Regions from separate parts of the Mus musculus genome. Here region 2 is linked to region 1. Evidence: chromatin contacts called from public ChIA-PET data. All regions are on one chromosome and are shown on one strand. The core of a region is the stretch at or near the end of the contact, and the rest is flanking DNA. Distances in the headings are between cores, read along the strand shown.

What was found. ChIA-PET counts read pairs in DNA pulled down with a chosen protein or histone mark.
Region 2: an RNA polymerase II ChIA-PET map of memory CD8 T cells shows a contact between it and region 1, with 6 read pairs. The contact joins two enhancer-like sites. A contact is called at or near these places in 1 of 484 Hi-C or Micro-C datasets (bone marrow-derived macrophages), 5 of 115 datasets of contacts at active chromatin or transcription factors (bone marrow-derived macrophages, embryonic basal ganglia, embryonic stem cells and 1 more) and 3 of 9 other capture datasets (adipose tissue, liver and pancreatic islet).

Annotation. Positions count from the first base shown.
Region 1 is chr3:84,189,541-84,194,394 of GRCm38.p6, forward strand. Trim2 (tripartite motif-containing 2) reads right to left here. Exons shown (of 12, transcript NM_001271727.1): 4 at 3,681-3,832; 5 at 2,541-2,721; 6 at 973-1,696. Among named protein-coding and RNA genes, the nearest start is that of Mnd1, 36 kb to the left of the region's middle. Within about 2 kb of position 1,356, at least 97 of the 459 cell types and tissues checked have an H3K27ac peak or open chromatin away from gene starts, as enhancers often do. A contact at or near this core is called in memory CD8 T cells, where this site is marked.
Region 2 is chr3:84,335,107-84,340,070 of GRCm38.p6, forward strand. No RefSeq gene overlaps it. Among named protein-coding and RNA genes, the nearest start is that of 4930565D16Rik, 42 kb to the right of the region's middle. Within about 2 kb of position 2,650, at least 79 of the 459 cell types and tissues checked have an H3K27ac peak or open chromatin away from gene starts, as enhancers often do. A contact at or near this core is called in memory CD8 T cells, where this site is marked.

The DNA of each region.
Region 1 (4,854 bases), core at 106-2,605:
CTAGTTTCTGAAGTTCTGTGGTAGAAAAGTCTATTTCCTTTCTAGGTGTGTCAGTTAACAAACTGTGCAGTAGCACTCTCAGGCCCAGTGATGTAGACACAGGAGGGAGTAGGGGAGGCAGGCTGCGGGTAAAGACAGAACGAGGAGAACGAGGCAGGCTGCAGGTCCTTTCTGAAACAAAATGCAAGCTTTGCTTTTCCTTAAGAATGTCTGAATGCCCTTTTTTTTTTTTTTTTTTTTTTTTTTTTTTTTTTTTTTTTTGGTTTACTTTTAGGTCGCTTCCTCTTGGGAAGCCAAGCAGTGAAAACAAACATAGGTAAAAAGCGCCAGGTAATAAATCAGAGGGAGGGGCAACCACATTCCGGTCTCTGAGCCCAGGCTACACCTCTGGGCTTCATCCCCAGCCCCGCCCAAACCCATTTCCTTCTCCACCCAGAGGTCTTAGGCACTGTTTTCCAGCTCTGCACAGCTGGCTGACCACACAGCTTGCCCTGTGGACTGACCCCCACAGATCTCCCACTCCTTGCAGGAGTGGAGGCAGAGAGGTATCTGAATTCCGTTTGTGGGACTGCCACCGCCCAAGCCCCACAGATTTCACAGAAATACAAGAATTTGCCAGACGCAAGGCTCTTTGCATTTGGGTTAGACAGGAGTCCTCCAAAGACACACCCACCAAAGTGAGAATCTTTTTTAAAAAATTGTCGTTGTACTGTTGGTTTTTCTCCCGCCCCTGCCCCCCCCCCTTCTTGTTTCAGCTTCTCACTGGCTGCATTTATCAGGAAAAGGGGGGAGGGGAGGAGGAAAGAAAGGAGGAAACGGAAGAAGAAACATTTGGGAAGAGCCTACAGAAACTAGCCCAACAAAATAACCAGAAGCTCCCCACCTGCTCGTAAATGCAGGATTCCGATTGGCAGGAGCGCTTGCCAGGTAGCCCCTTAGCCACCGAGTCAGGGGACAGCGCCCACTCCTTACCGACTCGGAAGATCAGGTCGTCCTCGATGGGGTTCTCTTTTCGCTTGCCGGTGCTGTACATGCTGGCAGGTCTCTTCACAGCCTTCTGCTTGACGTGCCCGCTCCCCGGGGACTTGACTCGTCGCTTCACGCCCTCGGTGGTGGGGGACACGTCGGCAGAGCGGATGACCTTGAGCTTAAACGGGCTGCCTCGGATATGCTGGTCGTAGAGCCTGAGGGACAGGGTGAAGTCCCCCTCCTTCTGCACAGTATACAAGAACTCGTAGGTGCCGTTCTTGTTGTCCAGGATCTCTCCGTCGGCCACGCTGCCGTCCGGGGTGCTGAGCTCAGCGGTGAGGTATGCGTTGCCTGTCTTGCACAGCTCTCCGTCTTTGTCCTTGGTGGTTATAGTAACGGACATGGGCTGCCCGATGATGGTCTGCCGCAGCCCCTCCCCCGTGGCCACCGTCTCAGAGGCGACCGCGTTAGTGGTGAGGATGGTCCCCAGGTTGTGGATAGACTTCTTCAGTCCCTCCGTTTCCACGATAAAATCCAGCTGGTCGTTCTCGCGCGGGTGCAGTGGGAAGTCCTGGTCCGCCAGTTCGTTCAGCTTCTCGCTCATCTGCTTCTTCACCAGCAGCACCTCCGTCTCCGTGCCATGGTTGAGGGCCTGAGCCGTGAAGTTGCTGCAGCTCTTAATGCTTTCCTGGCCTTGGAGCAGGGTATCCAGCTGCGACTGCAGCACCTGCCGGGGACACAGAGGCAACGAGCGCTTCCTACAGGACACCGTGCAGCCTGCAGGACACTTGGCTAGGAGCTGGGGCAGAGCCCTCCTCCCAAAAGAACCAACCTCTACGCCCGCCCACTCAGGTGGCTCGGAACCATCTGCATTCCATTTAACCCAGTGAACCCATGCAGAACGCTAAGTTGCATTTCCAGTATCATCTGGAGATTTCCCTTCCGCCTCACCCTGCCTCTCACCCACACGTGCATTTCTTAGGTCATCTGTTTACCTGGGGCTAAGAGAAGAAAGGACGCTACCAACAGCAAACAAATTGTCTGCTTGATGCGAATTAGTCATTACCCAGTGGCCTTTCCCTAGCGTTTAGAGCTGCCAGTCACGACCTCAGGGAACAAAACCCAACCATTTGAGAAGTCTCTACACCTGAATACCCGAAGCTCTCCACCCTGGCTTGGTGAACAGACTTGCAGAGCCAAACAAAGGCGGCAGTCAGGTTCGCTTTGAAGTTGAGGAACAGGTTGGTGTGGGTGAGAGAGAGAGCAGTGAAGAGGCTCCTCCACCCTATAATTAAGGAAGGAAAACATTCCAGGCGACCTTAAGCCCTGAAAGCATTTCTATATGCAACCTCTCCTTAGGGAGAACTATAAGTTGCGACAGAAAGTTCACGGAATCCGAGTTTGGTTGAATATCTACTAAATGTAAAGGGCACTGTTGGTCCCCAGGAAGTACAGTGGTGTAGGTCCATTCCTGCTACCGCCACTGTTAGAACGCAGTAAGCAGGCGCTGGGAGTGCAGTCACCCCCACTCCCCCCCCCCCCAAGAAGCCTGCAGGACTGCAGAGCCTTACTTTGTGTTTGAGACCATAGTTGACCTCCAACTCCATGAGCAGCACGCTCTTGCGAACATTTAAAGTCTTCTGCAGCTCATCAAAGGTGGAGTGGATGTCATCCACAATGCTGGCCTTTTGGTTGGTTAACTGATGGATGATTTCTGAGATGAACTGAAGAGCAGAATCTATTTCTGGGAGTCTGAGAGACAGGAGAGTTGTTAGTGGTCATTATTTAACTTCTACCTAGGAATACTCCAAAGCCTGCCTATACCTTCAGTCTCTAAATGCAAGCGCTTTTTACTATGCTGCTTGCATCACCTTTAAAAGGAAACATGAAGGAACAAGTGAGTCCTTCAGGGTCACCTCTATTTAAATCTCCCTTCAACCATCTGGGTTAACTATTGATGGTGCAAAGGTCTTGGCGGAACGGTTATGGCCAGATAGTCCTTGTAGCAGAGGATGCCCTGTGCATATAGGATGCTTAACAGAGTTCCCTCCTCTACTCCACATCTATAGCATATTCCTACACTGTTGCTAAGACACCTAAAATGGGTTTAGGTATCACCAAATGTGTGTGTGTGTGTACAGAATTGCCCATGGTAGAGAACCGCTATATTCTAAGTGTCTAGCTATATCTTTTTTTTTTTCTTCCAACAACATAAACTTTGAAGAATTCAGAGTACCTGGAGAACTCTTGTAAGTTTTCAAGTTCCTTCAGGTAACATTGAACAACTATGCTTTTCTCCCTAGGACTGTTGACAGTAGGACTATTGGCTATTTTGTTTTACAGCAGGTTGTTAACCTCCTTTTTAGTTTCTCTCATATAGGACATGACTACTATATTCATTTGTGTCCATACCAAAAGGGGAAAAAACAAAAACCAACCCTCAAGACAAACAGAGGAGGAAATTTGAGCAACCGCTGCTCAGCACCATTGTGCAGGGCTCAGGCTGAGAGTAGCTGTCCCAGCTACCACCACAGGCAGAGAAGTATGTCAGCAGCTCTGATTTCAGGCAGGAATTTCTGGGATCACATGATCAAGAAGAACATAGGATTTAGTTATGCATACAGGCTAGCATGACCGTAGCTACCATCTCAGAGACGCTGGATGTCAGGCCAGGCCTCCCATGGGATGGGGAGTCTGGAGGGGCACGGTACCTTTTGTTGACTGCGTCCAGCTGGACCTGGAGCGAGGCCTTGTGCTGCTCCACCACATCCTTCAGCGGGACTGTGGGGTGCTCCGCGTGCTCCCCCTCCGTGCACTCCCGACACATGGCGGTCTCACAGGACTGGCAGTAAAATTCCATCACCTGTGGGTAACACAGAGAGCTTACCCTGCAGGAAGCACATATGCATTCTCCCATCACACCCGGTCACTAAAGCTGCTGTGGTTACAGTGCCCAAATGTTGATATGGCAGGCCTCAAACAGGTGCATGCGACACCAAAAGCCACTGCTATGGCTCTCAAGCACTTTGGTCTCTGAACCTCTCTAAGCTCTTTTAAAAAGTGCTGAGAACTTCAAAAGGGCTCTCTGAGCCAGGCATGGTGGGGGAAGTCGTTAGTCCCAGGAGGCAAAGGAAGATGGAGTTTAGTAAGTGCCTGGCCGACCCGGTCTACATAGCAAGTTTCAAGGCAGTCACAGCTACACAGTGAGACCCTGTCTCAAAAAAAAGTACTTTTGCATATGTGGATGCTTTCTATAGATATTTGTCATATTAAAAATGAAACAAAACATTATTAATGTAATGTAATGAAAAAGTAATTGTGAAGCCACTTAAATACGAGTGGTGAGTAATGTGATTTGTTACTTAAGATGAAAATGTTGGAACTTGGCATTGCTCTCCATCTCAATGCATCTCTGCAGTGTTCCACTGGACAGAAGGCAGCTGGATTCTCCTCGCTGCTTCTGCATTCATCCTGTCATGATAGAATGTATCAGACAGACCCTGGAATGCTCCACTGCATACACTTGGGAGAGTGGAAACAAACGCTGCCTTTCTATTGTTGTGCTAAGACTGCAGTATTCACCTTGTGGATCTCCACCCCACCCCCGCCCCAGGTCTGTGGACAAGGGGGTGGGGGTGGGGGTGGGGCTCTCCTGAACTTCATTTAAAACTGCCACTGCTTGAACAAAGATGCACTCCGCTGTTCTCATCCTGGCTCCATCTCACATTTACCTGAATGGCCATAGGCAAATGACCTAACTCTACTGAGTCTCAACTTCCACCTCTGTCAAGCAGAGAAGGATGGTAGTATCCATGACAGTAACAGGCTCCACTGGGCTGCTGTGCAGACTGAATTAATACACACAAGAACTTGAGGATGCTCGGT
Region 2 (4,964 bases), core at 1,400-3,899, 150 kb after region 1:
TCTTTTGAAAATTAAAACAAAGTGCCCCGCCCCAATAAAAAGCTGATCCAGGAAAAGCGTCTAGTATATACAGGAGTCCTTAAAATCAGTAAACATGGCAACAACCCAATAGGAAAAGAAAAAAAACTTGACAAAGACATAATTAATGGATTCAGAAAAGAGGATCCCTGAAAACCCCCTAGTGAGATGTCTCATTTGGAAGCAGTGACATGCAAATTTAAATCACGGTGGTGGTGGTGGGGGGGGGGGGGGTTCTCACTGTGTAGATTAGGAGACACTTGGATTCTAAGCCCTGTGAGGCTGTGGGGGAGAGCAACTTTCACATCCTGCTATACAGGCAGAGCTGCGATCTGGTTGACCCACAGGTTAAAGCTGTAAAGCTGCACTAGGCTGGAAATGGCAAATCCACCCTCAGTGAGCCGTGGGTGTGAGTGCATACCCCTGTGTAAAGACAGGGCAAACGACACAAACGCTCTCCAGCAAAGAAGGTGAACAAGTCGCAATCCGCTCGTACTGTTTTGCAATGAAAATAAATGGCCAGGAGAGAGGTTTCTAAATCCTGGTGTTACACTGTTGGCTAATATCCATCTCATCAGAACTGCAGTTGTTTTAGAATTTAGGACTAAATCTACATTTATTTGTTTATTTGTTTGTTCATTTATTTATTTATCTATTTTCGGTTTTTGTTTTTTACATCTCCTGTAGTAGTTAGTCCAGGCTGGCCTCCAACACACACACACACACACACACACACACACACACACACACCCTCTGTAGAGCAGGGGGGCTCAGGAAGCCAAGTCCATCTCTCCTGGAAAGGCTGGGGTCTTTAGGATCTTCAAGGAGGTCCTCCTCCTCTAGATTAGGGTTGGTCCTTTAGAACAAAAGCAGGGGAGATGAACCATCCACAGCTTTTGTAAACAAGTCCACAGGCAGGGGGCTGGAGAGGAGAGCCCACCAGTCCTTTGTTTTAAGCCTTCAGGCTTTTTTGTCTCAGGTCAGGAGCATGAGGAAGAAGCCAGCCATCTTGGAAGTTCACCACCTTTATTTCCTAGTCATGGCCCTTCTTCTTATCTGTCTACCTATCAGGAAACATAACTTCTAGTCCCTCAGGGAGACAGTGAACTTCCTATCCTCCTGCCTCTGCCTCCCGAGTTCTGGGATTACAAGCATGCACTGTGAAAAAGCCCAGTTTGTGCAATGCTGGAAGACTGACCCAAGGGCTCTGTGAGTCTAGGAAAGCGCTCTACCAGCTGAGCCGCATCTCCAGCCCTGGTCATTTCCCTTAGGCTGTGAGATGGTAATACACGTGTAAGCACTCCATATATTCCTTGAACTGGAACTTTGCAGATCTGTGGGCCTTCTTGATTAGATATTATGCTCCAATAATACGGCCAGGGTGTGAGAAGCTCAGCAGTCCAATGCTTGCCAAGCTTGCTTGCACAAGGCCCCGGGCTCCACCCCTTGCGCTAAGGAACTGGAAAGATGACTGGAAGGCAGGGGCTGAGTACCTAGCGCACAGTGCCAGCTTGTCCTCCGGAAGCGGAGGCCAGGGCCGATCGTTTGTGCTCTCGAGTTAGGAAGCATTCTGAGCAATAAAAAGAGACTCCCTCATCTCAAAAAAAGCAAGAACAAAACATTCCACAGCTACAAAAAAAATAAAATAAAATAAAATAAAATAAAATAAATGCACATGATCCTTGTGCGTCAGCAGAGAGCACTTTCTCAGTCTCGGAGACACAAGGTTAAGAAGACAGCAGCAGATGTTTCTGAGGGTCACATAGCATCGTGCCGTTTACATAAAGTTTTAGAGGTCACCATCTGTATGACATGGTACTTATGGATCCTGTGGATGTGAATATATATGTCTGTGCGGGTAAGGAGGAAATGCAGAGGGAAGCAGATCATACTTGGGGGCCTCTGCTTAGTAAGGCAGGTAGGCAGTATGCCACTAAACCATTGTCTATGGTCTCTATGCAGTAACATATATAAACACACACAAACATATACATACATTGTTTGTTTGGTTTTGGTTTTTTTGTTTTGTTTTGTTTTGTTTTGTTTTTTTTTTTTGAGACAAAGTTTCATTGTCTAGCCCTGGTTGTCCAGGCTGGCCTTGAACTCACAGAGATCTGCCTGCCTCTGCCTCTCCGGTATTGAAACTAAAGGCATGAGCCATCACTGTCCGGCTTGTACTAACATATTTTAGTATAATTTTGTTTGTTTGTTTGTTTGTTTAAAAAAATCAGGACATGTTACATCTCTTTGCATCCTTCTGGTTCCTCTTTCTCCAGGACTCTCACCGGTAACCTTCAAAGCAGAGAGTCCTGTTTTTCTCAGACTTGGTGCTAAGGAGCATACATAACATCTGGGGTCCCATTTCCTGAACATAAACTCCAGCTTTGCCATTGGCTGTGTGACCTGGGCAAGTGACTCAATCTCTCTGTGTTTCAGTTCACCCGTATGTAAGGTGAGGGTTCTATAGCAAGACTGAGCTAAGGAAGTGGCTGCTGAGGTCCATGACGTGTTGCTGCCAGAACCAGTCCGTGTGACGACCTTCCAGAGCATACATCCAGACTGTTGGGAAAGGTGGGTGAATGCTGAGTCCCCCGCTAGCTTTACTCTCTGCTCTGCTCACCTACAGGAGGCCCAGGAAGCCGGGGATATAGGCAGGGCTCCTCCTTCCTCTTCCGCCTCTGTCTCTTCCCACAGCCCCACCCACTTCAGCTGCCCCGGGTTTTGTTTTTCTCCAGCGGGGGGGGGGGGGGGGGGGGGGAAATGGGTGCGGCCTGGCTCCTTTGCCTTTTGCCTCTGCCGAGATGTGCTGCGCTTTCTTTCCATTTTTGAGACAGTTGCCTGAATTAGAGTTACATTGCCATCCGGGTCCTTCGCTTTGCTTGGGAATTTTAAAAATCTGGTCTTATCCAGGCTTCATCCTCACAGGACTAAGTGACAGCCTTGGGGGTGACACAAGTCTGGTAGCCCTAGCACCTGCAACATAGGGCCACCACAGGGAGAGAGCCTCAAATCTATGTACTTTGGGCCTCCTGTCATAGACACAGAGGCCCTGAAATGACCTGGGCTCTGCTTACTAATCAGACAAAGATCTTCCGGAAGTGGACCCCATCACCTGAGAGACCCAAAGATGACCTATGGACTCAAAGGACCCCGCTCTGGTTATTTGGGCAGGAGGAACGATCCGATGATTAGGCAGGTGATCCCATGCCTTCTGTTACAATGTCCTTCTATTCTGGGTCCCTCCTTCCCGCATTAAATCACAGTCTTTGCAAGGGTATCTGTCCGTGGAGGCTCTGTGGAGAAGTCACTTTATGAAGTTAAATTATTCATCAGAAATCCCTTGAGAAGACTGGTCCTTGCGGCTAGGACAGGCTGACTTTCACCTGAGCCGTGGCTCCCACCTCCTAAGGACAGGTCCTGCAAATCCTTCTTGAGGTCTGGGGAGCCATGCGTGCCGGAGGAGCAGAGCTGGAGAGCCGCTGGCTGGTGCCCCCATTAACATGGCTGTTCTGCCTCCTGAGGTGTGTGGATCCTTGTGCTTTTCCATTCGTGTGTGTGTGTGTGTGTGTGTGTGTGTGTGTGTGTAACGCTTATCTGTTTTGTTTGCTGTCATTTTTAATAAAAAATTAATTTCACAGGTTTAAGTACAGGCTTGCTGCTACAATGTCCTTCTATTCTGGGTCCCTCCTTCCCATGTTAAGTCACAGTAAGGGTGTCTGTCCATGGAGGCTCCGTGGAAAAAAAAGTCAAAACTAGCCAGGTGTGCTAGCTAGATTCACATCAGTTTGACACAGCTGGGGTCATCTGAGGGAACCTCAATTGAGAAACCAGGACCAGGCTGTAGGCAAGCCTGTGGAGCAGTTTCTTTTTAAGGAGTAGTGGGGGAGGGTCCAGCCCACCGTGGGTGGTGCCATCCCTAGGCAGGTGGTCCTGGGTTCTATAAGTAATCAGGCTGAGCAAGCCATGGGGAGGAAGCCAGCAAGCAGTAATCGGCCATTGCTTCTGATCAGCTCCTGCCTGCCTCCAGGCTCCTGCCCTCTTTGAGCTCCTGCCCTGGCTTTGCCCAGTGGGCTGTGCTGTGGTAGTGTAAGACGAATCATCACTTTCTCCCAGGCTGCTTTTAGGGATGGTGTTTTATCATAGGGGGTGGAAATCCTAACTGAGACACCAGGCACAGTGGTAGTGCAGCAGGAGACCTGGCACTGCAACGCCTCAGGTAGGAAGGTCAGCTGAGCACAGGAATGCAAGGTTAGTCTATCTCAAAGATGACTGACCGCACTTCTTAAAAAGTTGCCTTTTTTTGTTGTTTGTTTGGTTTGATGTTTTTGTTTTTGTTTTGCTTTGTTTTGTTTTGTTTGCCAGGCAGTGATGGTACACGCCTTTAATGCCAGCCCTCAGATTCCACCTCTGGAGTTCAAGGCCATCCTGGTTTACCAAGCAAGTTCCAGGACATCAGGGCCACTTTTTTTTTGAGTAGGGACCAATGAGATGATTTAGTACGTAAAGGTGTTTGCAGGGCCAGCTTGGGGACCTGAGTTTGACCCCTGGGACCCATATAAAGGTAAAGAAGAGCACTGAGTCCACAAAGTTGTGGATCTCCTCATGATTCCTATTTTCTATACCACATGTGAGTGCGCACAATACACACACAATACAATAATACACACACAATACAACAATAATAATAATAATAACAACAACAACAACAATAATAATAATAATAATAATTAATGCCTAGTGCATTTTCCTATAGCCCCAGCATCCCAGCCAAGTCAGGAAGATCGCAAGTTCAAGACCACCCTTTGGTTACATAGTGAATTCCAGGTTAACCTGAGCCACACAATGAGACACTCAAACATCAACAAAACAAGAACTTACCGAACAAAAGCACCAGAACGCAGCTTGTGCAGCTCTGGAGGGGATGGTGGTGGGTGTGAGAGAAAGAG